Linked DNA regions of Mus musculus: region 2 is linked to region 1. The links are chromatin contacts, called in public HiChIP or PLAC-seq maps. All regions are on one chromosome and are shown on one strand. Each heading gives the region's core, a stretch centred on a gene start, on an enhancer-like site or on the middle of the called end of the contact. The rest is flanking DNA. Distances are from core to core; before and after follow the strand shown. Region 1 overlaps Gm20139 (predicted gene, 20139). Region 2 overlaps Map3k5 (mitogen-activated protein kinase kinase kinase 5).

Evidence for each region. HiChIP or PLAC-seq counts read pairs in DNA pulled down with a chosen protein or histone mark.
Region 2: a contact with region 1 is called in an H3K27ac HiChIP or PLAC-seq map of embryonic stem cells, with 4 times the contacts expected there. The contact joins two enhancer-like sites. A contact is called at or near these places in 4 of 115 datasets of contacts at active chromatin or transcription factors (double positive thymocytes and embryonic stem cells).

The regions. Positions count from the first base shown.
Region 1 is chr10:19,203,485-19,209,584 of GRCm38.p6, reverse strand. It overlaps Gm20139 (predicted gene, 20139), which reads right to left. Exons shown (of 4, transcript NR_038021.1): 4 at 1,638-6,100. Among named protein-coding and RNA genes, the nearest start is that of Gm40607, 37 kb to the left of the region's middle. Within about 2 kb of position 1,309, at least 55 of the 459 cell types and tissues checked have an H3K27ac peak or open chromatin away from gene starts, as enhancers often do. A contact at or near this core is called in embryonic stem cells, where this site is marked.
Region 2 is chr10:20,121,497-20,127,569 of GRCm38.p6, reverse strand. It overlaps Map3k5 (mitogen-activated protein kinase kinase kinase 5), which reads right to left. Exons shown (of 30, transcript NM_008580.4): 24 at 2,433-2,618. Among named protein-coding and RNA genes, the nearest start is that of Map7, 46 kb to the left of the region's middle. Within about 2 kb of position 2,124, at least 27 of the 459 cell types and tissues checked have an H3K27ac peak or open chromatin away from gene starts, as enhancers often do. A contact at or near this core is called in embryonic stem cells, where this site is marked.

The DNA.
Region 1 (6,100 bases), core at 60-2,559:
GCTGAAGTAAATGGGAGTCTCTGAAGGGAACTGAAGAGAGGAGAAATGCTCTGACCCACTGGCTCAAGCTATGGAGGCTTGCTTCCTGGCTGATGGTCTCTAGAGGTGACACCTGAATCTTGAAAATACTTCATGAGGTCTGGGTTTGAGATTCCAGAAGTGTGTCCCGGAAATACGTCATGAAGACTAGGTTCTGAAAGACTGTTCTCTTCGTTGCTTCTAGCCCCATTCCCTTTGCTTCTTGTCCCACAGTGGTGTGAGGACCCTCTGTTACTCATTCCCACCACACTGTTCTACACTGTCTCTGAAGGACTGAAACCATATGAAGGGAGTCAAAATACAAATTTCCTCCCTTGTTGCTTTTCTCAAGAATTTTTTTTTCACAACAAGGAAAGAGCAACTTATGAAGACAGAGGAAAACATTGCTGCTGTTTTGTTTTGTTTTGTTTTTCAGAAAACAAGCACCTGTGTTTGATATCCCTTAGATGGTGTCTGTTGAGAATTAGTGAGTGTTACTGTTAAAAAAGAGGAGTCTATCTTGCAGCCTGACTGGAACCTGAGCTGACCCATCCCTGAGTGTCAGCCTTCTTAATTACATGCTTGAAATAAAAAGTTAATACCACTGAGGTAGATAATTCTAAACTAACTTTAGAAACATTCTATGTTTAATAGCTGGTTACATTTACTAGAAACAACACACAATTAATAATGTAATTACAGGTCACCTCACTAAAGCAATATATTTTATGAGGAAGTCTTTTCGGTTTGTTAGAGTAAATTGTATGCGTTAAGCAAATTTCAAAGAATTAATATATCAGGATTATATATTATAAGCAATAAAATTATGTTTTAAAATATCAGGTGAAAAGAGTCAATGGATTTCATATATACAGATAAAAACCAGCTTAAAAATACTTTTAAAAACTTTCATTTACAATGGAATTAAGAGATTAAATACTTGAGAATAAAAATAAGAAAACAAGGGGATGGAGAGAGAGCTCAACAGTGACAGCATGGGCTGTTCTTTCAGAGGCCCTAAGTGTCTTCCTGGCCCCCACGCTGACGGGCTCAGCTGTCTGTACCCCAGTTCCAAGGGATCTAGTGACTTAAGTCTGAAGATTTAGTGAAATTCCAATAAAACAAGTCCCTGCTCACTTCAAATGCTTCAACTCGATAAATGAACACTATTGTTCGCATGGAAAACTACACATGCTAGGAAAACACTGAGAAAGAAGAGACGTGAGGTGGAGTGTGGTGGAGATCGCAGCCCAGCCCTGACCTTCAACCACAGCACAGCCTTTGTCTTGAACACAAAGCGTCATCAGCACATGAACAGAAGGAATGCAAAGCTCACGGATAGAACGTCTAGAGCGTGGTGGGGGGTGGGGTGGGGCGGGGCGTGTTTATCCTGAGTCTTTTAGGTACAGATGGAGCTTGTTCTCTGATTAAGAAACAGTTTCCTTTATTTTCATCTTTTAATAAATGATACTTAATCTTATCAAACTGTAGTAAGTGGCATTATTTCTTTTTGGTGCAAGATTTTTGATGAAAGACTTTAATGTGGGTTTTTTGATTTTTTATGTGTGTGTGGGGGGGTGGAAATAATTTTAATTTATTTTTACTATTAAGCAGGTATTCATTATAGAAAATGATAGGTTTTATTATAACAAATTATCCAATAAACACAGTGGTACAATTAGAAAAATATTTGGAATAAAGATAAAACTATGTCCACTTGTCAGAGTTACAAAGATAAACTCCAAATGGAATAAGAATTCTATCAACTTGACAAATTCCAGAAGAACTCAGAGTGAGATCTTCTAAAAGCTGATTGTTGACTGAAGGCTCTCAACTTCAATTTAAAATTCAAATGCGGCCAGGCAGTGGTGGTGCTTGCCTTTCATCCCAGTACTTGGGAGGTAGAGGCAGGCGGATCTCAGAGTTTGAGGCCAGCCTGGTCTACAGAGTGAGTTCCAGGACAGCCAGGGCTATACAGAGAAACCCTGTCTTGAAAAAAACAAAACAAAACAGAAAAAAAAAATTCAAATGCAAAAGAGCAAACACAATAAATCTAATTACAAAAACTAATGCTAAAATCATAAAAGTTAAATAACAAACTAAGGGAAATGATTTAAGGTACATATTACAGACAAAAAAGAAAGACTAAAATTATTTTTTTAAATAGCGTAAGACACAATTCATTCCCCTAAAGAGATGTAAATTACCATGTCCTTAAACTAAGATAAAGATGCACAATTTCACCCATAAAATTGAAACTATATAAAGAAGCCACTTCTCGATCCTCAGATTGGGAAGTATTCAAAAGCTTGATAACAATCTTGGTGAGTCTGTAGAGACACGTGCCCACTCACACTTGGTGAGACTGTAGAGACACGTGCCCACTCACACTTGGTGAGACTGTAGAGACACGTGCCCACTCACACTTGGTGAGACTGTAGAGACACGTGTCCACTCACACTTGGTGAGACTGTAGAGACACGTGCCCACTCACACTTGGTGAGACTGTAGAGACACGTGCCCACTCACACTTGGTGAGACTGTAGAGACACGTGCCCACTCACACTTGGTGAGACTGTAGAGACACGTGCCCACTCACACTGCGGGAATGTGAAAGGGGACATACACATGAAGGGTTTAGTTTTGTTTGCACATCTAACAAAACCACACCTTTAGTCTTCAATTAATAGATCTTTTCCTAAGAGTTTATGCTGAAAATTTCCCTTCAGAATTTGAAAATAAATAAACAATAAACCTCACTTTAAATAAGCTAGCAATAAAACCTCACTAGGGAAAACTACAGAGTTTCCAGAAGAACTCAGAGTGAGGTCTTCTAAAAGCTGGGCCTTTTTTTTTTTTTTTTAAATAAAATCAGCCTTTTTATAATATCAAAAATTGGGTCTACCTGAAGGCTTGGGATATTTTATTTAAACGAGAGCACCACACACCTGCAAAAAAATATCTACAGAATACGTTTTGATAAACAATGTATCTACAAAGAATCTACAATATATTACTTTTCTGTAAGCAAGAAAGTAAGCTAAGGATACTTTTCCACCCCCATGACCCCTCCAAATAAAACCCCACAGAAAAAATAGTCCAAGAAACAATGAAGTTGTTCATCTACAAAGAGTAATAGAAGCAGATAGAAGTGATTAGAGATAGTAACCCTTTCTGAGCACACCTTTTGGAAATGGATGTGAGTGAATTGAAGTGGAGGCTAGGAGGGTAAAGTTCTAGTAACCTTTTTAACAATAAAACCTTACTAGAGAAAATGCAACTACATATTAATATTCTCTCTCTCTCTGGTTGAGTGACTCTAAATCAACTTGTTATTGGATGGATAAAAGAGCAACTATTCTTATGTCATTGAAAGTCAGGGTTCTCACATCAGAAGAAGGGAAAATAAAAAATGGGGTAGGGAAAGATGATGGTGTCTAATTCCTATGTAGAAAGACATTCCCTTGTATGTGTATGTTTGCATCTGTCTCTGGGCATATTTTCTTTTAATTTCAGCCCTCTGTTGGGGGTCTAAAGAAAAAGACACTTGAGCAGCAGTGAGCATACCTAGTGTTCAGATCTTAATTTCTAAATTCCATTTGCCATGGAAAGGAAACAGAGGTACTTGGGTAACTGGTAAGAACAGAGAAGATATGTGGTAAATCTTGCTGAACAAAAGCATAAAATGGACCTTGAACTTATGGACGTGTATAGAAAGTACACAGGAGCTATTTCAAAGGTTTTACAACTTGCTAGATCTTCTGGTGTTATTTAGGCATTAAAAAAAAATCATGATAGGGATAGCTTCTTAACACAGAGAATATATTTAGAATATGTATATTCATACTAATAATAGATTAAGTGAGAAGGAAAGAGAGGAATGAGAGGGAAAGAGAGGGAGAGAGTCATCTCTTATGGTGACACTTTTGCTTTTTGTGGAAAGAGTGTGGGGGAGCTGGGGTGGTGGTGGAAGGTGGCACAAGCCCTGTGGCACAGCTTGATTAGACTCAAGATGAGAAGAGAACTGTGATGAAGAGCAGGGTCCTTGGATGGGTTTAGGAAGTCTCCAAGTAGGCTGCATTCTGCTTTCAAAGAGCAACTCAGAAACTCCAGAGTGAAGAAAATGGACAACTAGGGTCAAGTGAACAGGATTACAATCATGAAAGAAGGGTGTACAGCTTATTCCAGGGACATATGAGAAGATCACACATCCATATGCATTGTTCTGGCCAGAGATGTGTTAGGAGACATCAGCAGACCTAAATGAAAAGCCATTGGCTTCAGTGTGAAAAGCAAAGAAAAGATAAAAGAATGGTTCTAGAGCAACAGAGATCAAATGGTCACGACAGCTAAGTGCAACCCATGGTGTTACCTTAGCACCTGGATGGGAGGGAGAGCATAAAACTTACACGTCACTTCATTGGGATAACTGGAAAGTATGAATAGCCAAAGCCCCAAGTTAATTCTGATTGGTAAATAAAGATGTCGATGGCCAATGACTGGGCAGAAGGGTCTAGGTTTCCTAGGCATGAGGTCAGGAGAAGGAGAAGAAAAATGTGCAGGAGAGGAGGGAGGTGCCATCACCATGAGTTAAGAGAGCGTGGCCTGAGAGCTGCCCAATTGTTGTTAAGAGTAGCCCAAATAGAACCCAGCAGATAGTAAATAATAACTTGAGGTTATCGATAGGAAAGTAGATTCTAAGAACTTGGAAGATAGGCAGCTGCCCAGCTATTGTGCTGTTTAGGGTTTATTATACAGGCTGTGAGTGTGCCTTTCATCCAGGAACATAAATCATAAAAGGTAGGGTAGAAACCTCAGGGCAGGATTTTAAATATTTACTACAACAATTTCATCAATGGGAAATGTCCCACGTTTGATAATCATACCACGTGGTTGCATAAGAAAATGGTTACTCAGGTTTGGAAAATTCTCACCCTTCCGAGAGGTAAAAAGAAGTGTAATGAGACAAACTCTTAAGTGGTTTAGAAAAAGTACAGGACACCAATATAAGTAATCAGAGAAAGTCAGGAAGATAAAAAATAAAATATCAAAATCCTAAAAGTTTGGGAATGTAAGTTAGGTGTAGACAGAAACTTTATGCATTCATCTTGTTATTTTCCGTAGAACTTTAGAATTACTACAACACTATGGTTGTAAAGAGTCTGATTAAAAGGTCTTTATTGGGGATGCCGATGTAGTTCTCTGATAGAGTACTTTCCTCACATGTGCAAAGTCTTGAGCTCCCTGCAAAGAAAGGAAAAGACTAATTCTAATGGTTCTTTTGATCAATTTAGAGAAGTAAGAAGTGGTTTTGTGGGAAATTCCCGAAATTATATGCATAGATTCCCTATGGGTAAGTGACATGCCAGTAACATCTTCAGATTCATGACACAGAGGAAGCATACTCATGAGGAGAAGCAGGAGCCCTGGCTGCTGTAGGCTAGAAGGAAACAGGACATGGAGTCTTCATATCTGATAGCTGATCAAGTGGAAATATCAAGAAAGAAAACCACGGCAACTTTAATTCCCAGCATGACTAAGTTGCAAAAAGCCTCAGAATGTAGTGAAGACCTTGAACTGCCCTGTGGATATGTTACAGTCAAATCATGACTGTTCATTTTCAAGATTCTTGGGAAAACTGATTCAACAATTCAAAATTCTCAGCACTTAAAATAAGTACAAACATGTTTTCTTCATTCATATTATTCCCAGACAAATAGGCAAACAATACCAACCTAGTTCTCAGGACTATGCGATGCTTATATATGCTTTTAAAATTATAAGTACAAATCGAAGGATAAATTTACCACACAGAATAAGGGTCATATTTAATGTACCAGGAATCTAAAATCTAGTACTCTCATTACTCGGCTTAGATTGATGCTCTGTAAAAGCATACACTCTTTAAAAGTTATAGTTTTTATTCACTGAAAAATAGAAACAGCAGCTGAAGAGATGTCTTAATGATGAAGAATATGTGCTGCTCTTCCAGTGGACCTGAATTTCATTTCCAGAACTCACAGCCATTTGTATGAGAAGCTCCAGGGGATCTGACACCTTTTTCAGGCCTCCAAGGTAAACA
Region 2 (6,073 bases), core at 875-3,374, 920 kb before region 1:
GTTTATATGCATGGGCATATGCATAAGGAAGAGGAAGAGAAAGAGGAAGGCTACAGTTGTGGCACTTAAAACAGCTGCAGAAAGTGTAAAAGCAGGGAGAGTTCAAGAGGTTTTCAATAGACAATTCTCACCCTGCCAGGTCCTGACCGCCATGTAACACAGACAAAGCCTGAGCACATCCACGATTTGGAAAAATCAAGGGAAGAGAGTATAAATTAGCATCCACGCACAACGTGCATGTTGGCAAATCTGATCTTTTTCTTCTTTTCCTGCAACTGTTGCTGATGCTGATATAGGGGAATAATCTGCTAGAATATTCCAGAAAGCCCAGTCACATAAAAAAATGATTGTTGTAAAGATAACTTTTTACTATGACTGGTAAATGTCCCACCCATTTAAACAGTTATACACCCTACCATTCTGTTCTTTCAAAAACCTACTGTGAAGCACACAGAATATAAGACTTCCAATGTTAATCACTTGCATTTGCTCAGATGAGTCTTAATAATATAAAATTAGTGATTTCAACCACCCGAGGCACTATGTACCCCCATGTTACTGTGTGAAGGTCCTCGCCGTCCATCCTTAGGCCTCTTTCTCATATAGAATTGGAACTCGGGACTCAGTCCGATCTCAGCTCTCACCCAACAGTGCTGCACACCTGACCTGCGTCCATCCCTGTGGTCTGTGCTCCGGGAACCTCCCCAAAGTCAGAGGATGAATTCTCTGGTCGTTTTTAAAGACCATCCCGTTTGACTTAGCATGACATTCCTAGGACTCATCTACATTTATAACCTGTGCCAGAATTTCCTTTTTAAAGGTTGGACAGAATTCCCTTAACATCTGGATTGGGTCACTCTTCCCGGTTCACAATGTCACCTATGTAAGCAGGGCTGCGGTTAGAGAACCAGGTGGAAGCTGGAAAATGGTGGCTGAGCTCCAAACTCGTGCCAAGAGTCAGAATGACAGCAGCTCAGTCTTTCCATTGGTCCAGCCTCATCCAAACGACCCGGTTTAGGAGAGAGCCGGCCTGAGGCCTTTCGCATAGCAGTTGCTCCCAAGGAAATGAACTACTTCTTGGACCTCACTTGCTCCAGGGGATTCTTTCAGAGTGAGCTTGCAGTACCTCCATTTCTTAAATGGATCTGCCTGCTTATGTGTCTAACCAGGCTATCACTTAGAACATGGGAGTATTTCAAGTGTGAATCCTTCATAGCCATGGCCCCCCTGCACATCCCCTCATCACACAGCGTATTGCTCACTGCCGCATTACACAGCGTATTACCCAACAAGAGCACTTGACAGGCCAGGAGTGAAACTGGGTTGAGCGAGTTGCATGACTATGTCTGACCTGGGCCCAAGGCTCAGGATTACAGCTAACTAGCTCTCACTCTGAATTCTCCCCAACCTCCTGCCCAGAAGCCAATGTGTGGGCAGGCACAAATCAGCTACATCGTTGCACTGGATGGTAGATGGCTGGGTTGCCATAGTTGCAGTGTAAGCATGCCTTAGCATTTAATATTAGTGACAGGCCCTGCTTGGATTCTCTAGGACCTCGGTCCAGTCAGGAGAATCTTGTTCCTGTTCTTCACACAGCAGAAACACCAAGTCGTTTCCACTCAGAACACCAGTGACTGTGGAAGGATGAAGATTCAGTTTGGAATGGAGGATTGTTTCTTGTTTCAAATACAAATGTCAAGAAACTACCTAACACAGGAGTAATACATTACAAGTTAATATTAAACATTTAAATAAAACCACACAGTGCAATTTTATATTTGCATACAGGCACCACCAGATATTTTTTCCTGCCTCCCATACCTTGTGTGTCTGACAGTGGCTTACAAAGGTCTATTTTGAATCAGACTTGCAGAATAACTTCTGGTTTGTCTTGCATAAGACTGTCAGTGATCTCTCATTAGATCACGAGTAGTTTCCACTCACCAACTGCCTGTTTTCCAAACTATATTTATGGTGGGAAAATAGTGGATATTTACGAAATGAACTTGTTAAGAATGTCCTATATGGAAACCAGAGAAAAGCCTTGGGGGCTGAGGGGAGAGAGAGCATTTCAACACTGAGCATTCCCAGGTGTAACAGTGCATTTCTCTCAGTGGCCACTAGATGGCACTTCTTGTTCAGCATTACAAAACACGACTAATGTGCACTATGCTTTAGAGGCCCACACATGATCCTAAGGAGAAACCCAGTCTTGGGAATGAATGTCTGTAAGCCTTGCTGTTTCCCATGGTGGTTCAGCTGTGTGAGTCTCTTATCTTTGAGGGAACTCAATAAATACCTCACATCTGTCATCCGAAGAGAATGCAGTTTACCGAGTAAATGAGAGGGAACAGAATTTGAACTGTATCCCATTTCTATAACCAACCGACCCTGAGCAGAGTTTGTGGGGAAATGGCGGCCCGTGCACTTACCGCATCCTGGAAGCCAAAGAGGACCACCTGCACCTGGCTGATGCCGTGGCTGTCGAAGTCCAGCTCCAGCTTGAGCTTGGACAGTGTAGTGGCTATGATTTTTCGGTCAGTGGACCTCACAAACTCTCTGAGGCTCGAGATGAGGGTTGTGATGTGTTCCCACTTTAGTTTAGGCTCTTCAGCACCCTGAAAATAAAACCCGACAGGGCCTCAGTCACTCTGTACTCCACGCGAGCTCCCCCTTCTCAGTCTTTTCTCAGAAGACCTTTGCTCCGAGAGGCCTTCCCCAACATGCTTTGAACCCTGTGGCTCCCCTTAGTAGCCATCACTGCTGCCAGAAGTAACCAGTCTTTGGAGAAACAGCCGTACGCCCACGCTGGTCGGTAGCCAGGGCACATTTGGGCTGTGCCCAGATGGGGATAGGTTGAGGCGGTGAGAATCCTGCTGTTGGGAATTTTAATTGGACACTAAGGTGAGAGAGGGGCACGGAGCCATGGAATCTTAATCTCCGAGTCTGCCTGCAGAAAGGTCACAACCCAGGGTCGGGGTGCACCCAAGGACACGGGAGTAGATGCAGGGGAGTCGAGAATGACAATGGAAAGAGAAGAAGATAGAGCAGAGACGAGCAGCACAAGACGAACAGCAGCAGCCAAGCAAGAGCAAAGATGGAAGGAACCGTGGAGCTTTCTGTCTTCCGGACTCACACACCATGGTTCTCTAGGCCAGGCTCAGCTGGGTACCAGCCGGCTACCTCTCTCCTGGCTGTGTGTATCTATCAAAAGGTGTGCCTGGCCCTTCCATGGCCTTTAAAGTCAACTCCCTGTCGTAAAAGGGGCCAGGTTAGACACCACCATTGGAACCCCACCTTAACAACAACTGGGTAATCAGTTATAAAAAACAAACCAAGGAAACGTTCACATATTTAAATAGACCTCTCTTTCAAAGTGATTTTTATTTTATTTTATTTTATTTTATTTTATTTTATTTTAATGTGAGCAAGGCACACTGAGCCTGTAAAGAAAACCTAATCCTCATTAAACTTCAAGAATTTTTATTAAGCTAATTTCTAGTTCATACTGCATTTTCTAACTGTATTATTAAAATTAAGTTTCTCCACCAGGCCAATAAAATTCCCATCATTAGAATTCCATGAAAAATTTCAAAACACACCCTCACCTTCTCCACATATATTCTTGATTTGGGAGCTTGGTCCCCTGTTTAAGTTCTCATGAGAAAAGTCTAAATTGAAAGGCCTAAAGGCTGTCATTAAAGAAACATTTGAAAATTACACTGAGAACAATTACACTCTTTGTGTTTTTCTCATCACAAACTGAATGACAGCCAGAGGGAGGATTCACAGGCAACTTCCTAACACCGGGAAATATCAGGAGAGCGAACTGCTAGGAGAGCAAGCATTTATTTTTGACATCAGCTTTGTCTTTAAAGCAGCAGCAGCAGCAGCATGTTGCCTGGATGCGCGTGTGGCTGTCCTACACAGCACAGTCTCTACCCTGGGAAATGCTTCCCGTCCAGGCTACCACATCCGCTTAGTCATCATCATTTCTGCCCTAACTCCCGCCCCTCTGTGTCAGCTCATTCGAGGGCTTTCCTTTCTGAGACAGCATGTTCTGCAGGGTAAACCTGCCTCAGAACAATGGCAGCATTCGACAGTGAGCCTTTCCCACAAATTCAGCATTCACAGCTTTCCTGCAAAAGCCCTCTCTAGCCTTGTGTGCACAGGGGTGTGTGTGTGTGTGTTATATGCAGCTATGCACACATGTGAAGGCCACAAGCAGATATTGGGCTATCTTCCTCTCTTACTCGCTGCCTTATTACATCAATGCAAGGTCTCTCAATGATCTCCAAGGATCTTCCATCTCCCCTTGGGCTGGAGTTCTAGGCCTGCCCCGCCACACTCAGCTTTTTATGAGTGCTAGAGATTTGGATTTGAACTCTGCTCCTCGTTTTCACAGAAAGTGCTCTTGTCCACCGAACCCTCTCCCTAGTCTTTATTCCTTAAACTGTCAGCGATTTGTGAAAGGTGAGATACAGTTTAAAGAAGTTAAACTGTAATCAATAAAAACTGGGGCCAGGGAGACGGCTCAGTGGGTAAGAACACTCTCTTGAAAGCATGAGGACCTATCACTCGCGGAAAGAGGGGTCTTGTCTTCACTTGCCTGTAACCCCAGCATCATGAGGCAGAGACTGGTGGATCCCGAGAGTGCACTGGCCAGTCAGCCTAGCTGAGAGAGCAAGCTTCCGGGTCAGTGAGAGACACGGTCTTAAGGTTAGTAAGTCAGAGAGTAACAGAGGAAGACAAAGGCCAGCCTCTGACCTCCACGTGTGCATGCACCTGCACACTTGTGTGCATGCAACATACATCCCATAATATACTTCAGAACACACAACACACACATACGAGATACACACACCCAAAAATTAAAGCTTTTCATGGGTTAATAGACTAAGGACCTAACCGATAATCAATTCCCTTTGGGTTTGTTCTGTAGTGTAGAATGAAATGTAAATATTTCTCTAGAAAGGTTTTAAAACATTAAGAAAATAATGTCTACATAGAAAGGATTGTGATCAAGGTGCAGGATGTGAAACTCTCAGAGAATCAATAAAAACGTTATGTGTGGGGCGGGGGAGAAATTATTTCTCTCTGGTTGTGGAATAAAAAAAGAAACTAGGTAACTATTATTAGGTTGGTTGGCGGTAACAAGTTCGCATTTGTACAGTGTTTTTTATTTTGACCTAAATTTCCCATGACTCAGTGACTCCTGTCAGCAATGGCACATGAGTCTTTGTGAAGCAGCTCAGGCTCTGAGGAGGTCAGTATCTTACTCAGATGGCACAGCCTTGAAGTGATGGAGCCAGGACTCTGACTAAGGCAAGCCCAAACTTAATCCAAGCTCCTAACTATGTATCCCCCTTGCCCCAAGCTGGAACATCAGCCGTAAACTGGAGGAAGACCTGTTCTGCCACCAAGTCGCCATGTGGTGCGACAGATGGACGTCCCTGTAAGGAATTCACAGTGTCCTGAACAGAGCAGCCCACAGCTGGCATCTGAGCATTTGGGTGTGATTCTGGCTGGCAGTTTCTGGTACTCCAGGAGCTTTTTGGTGTCCAAGGCCTTCTTTCTAAGGCTGCCCTGGATTTGGGTCCTCCATCTTTTCTCTCATAGGAAACATTCCAGTGAGCTTTATTTAAAAATGTAGATAATCCACTGAAAATAATCTAGAAAAAAATCCTCCAATTTTAGGGATTTCATAATAAACTATAGCCCAGTGGTAGAACGCGTGCTTGAGATATTCCAGGCCCGGGTTTAATCCCACAAGTGTATTCGGTAACCAGAATTTCAGCAGTCACAGAAATGACTTTCTTGGAAAATGGAGCTACAGTGAGGACCCAGTGAGTGGAGCCACAGTCCATCAGGAGTCAAAGAAACAAAACAAAACAAAACAAAACAAAACAAACCAGACCACATCTTCTGCACTGGAAAGCTGTACCGTTTTGGAACGTGGCGAATTTAGACAATTCCTGACCTACAAGTAAATATCATAAACTCACGGCCACCATCGAAGCCTTCATCCCGGCATGGGTAACAGTGGCCTTCCACCCCTGCCTTTCCATTCGCA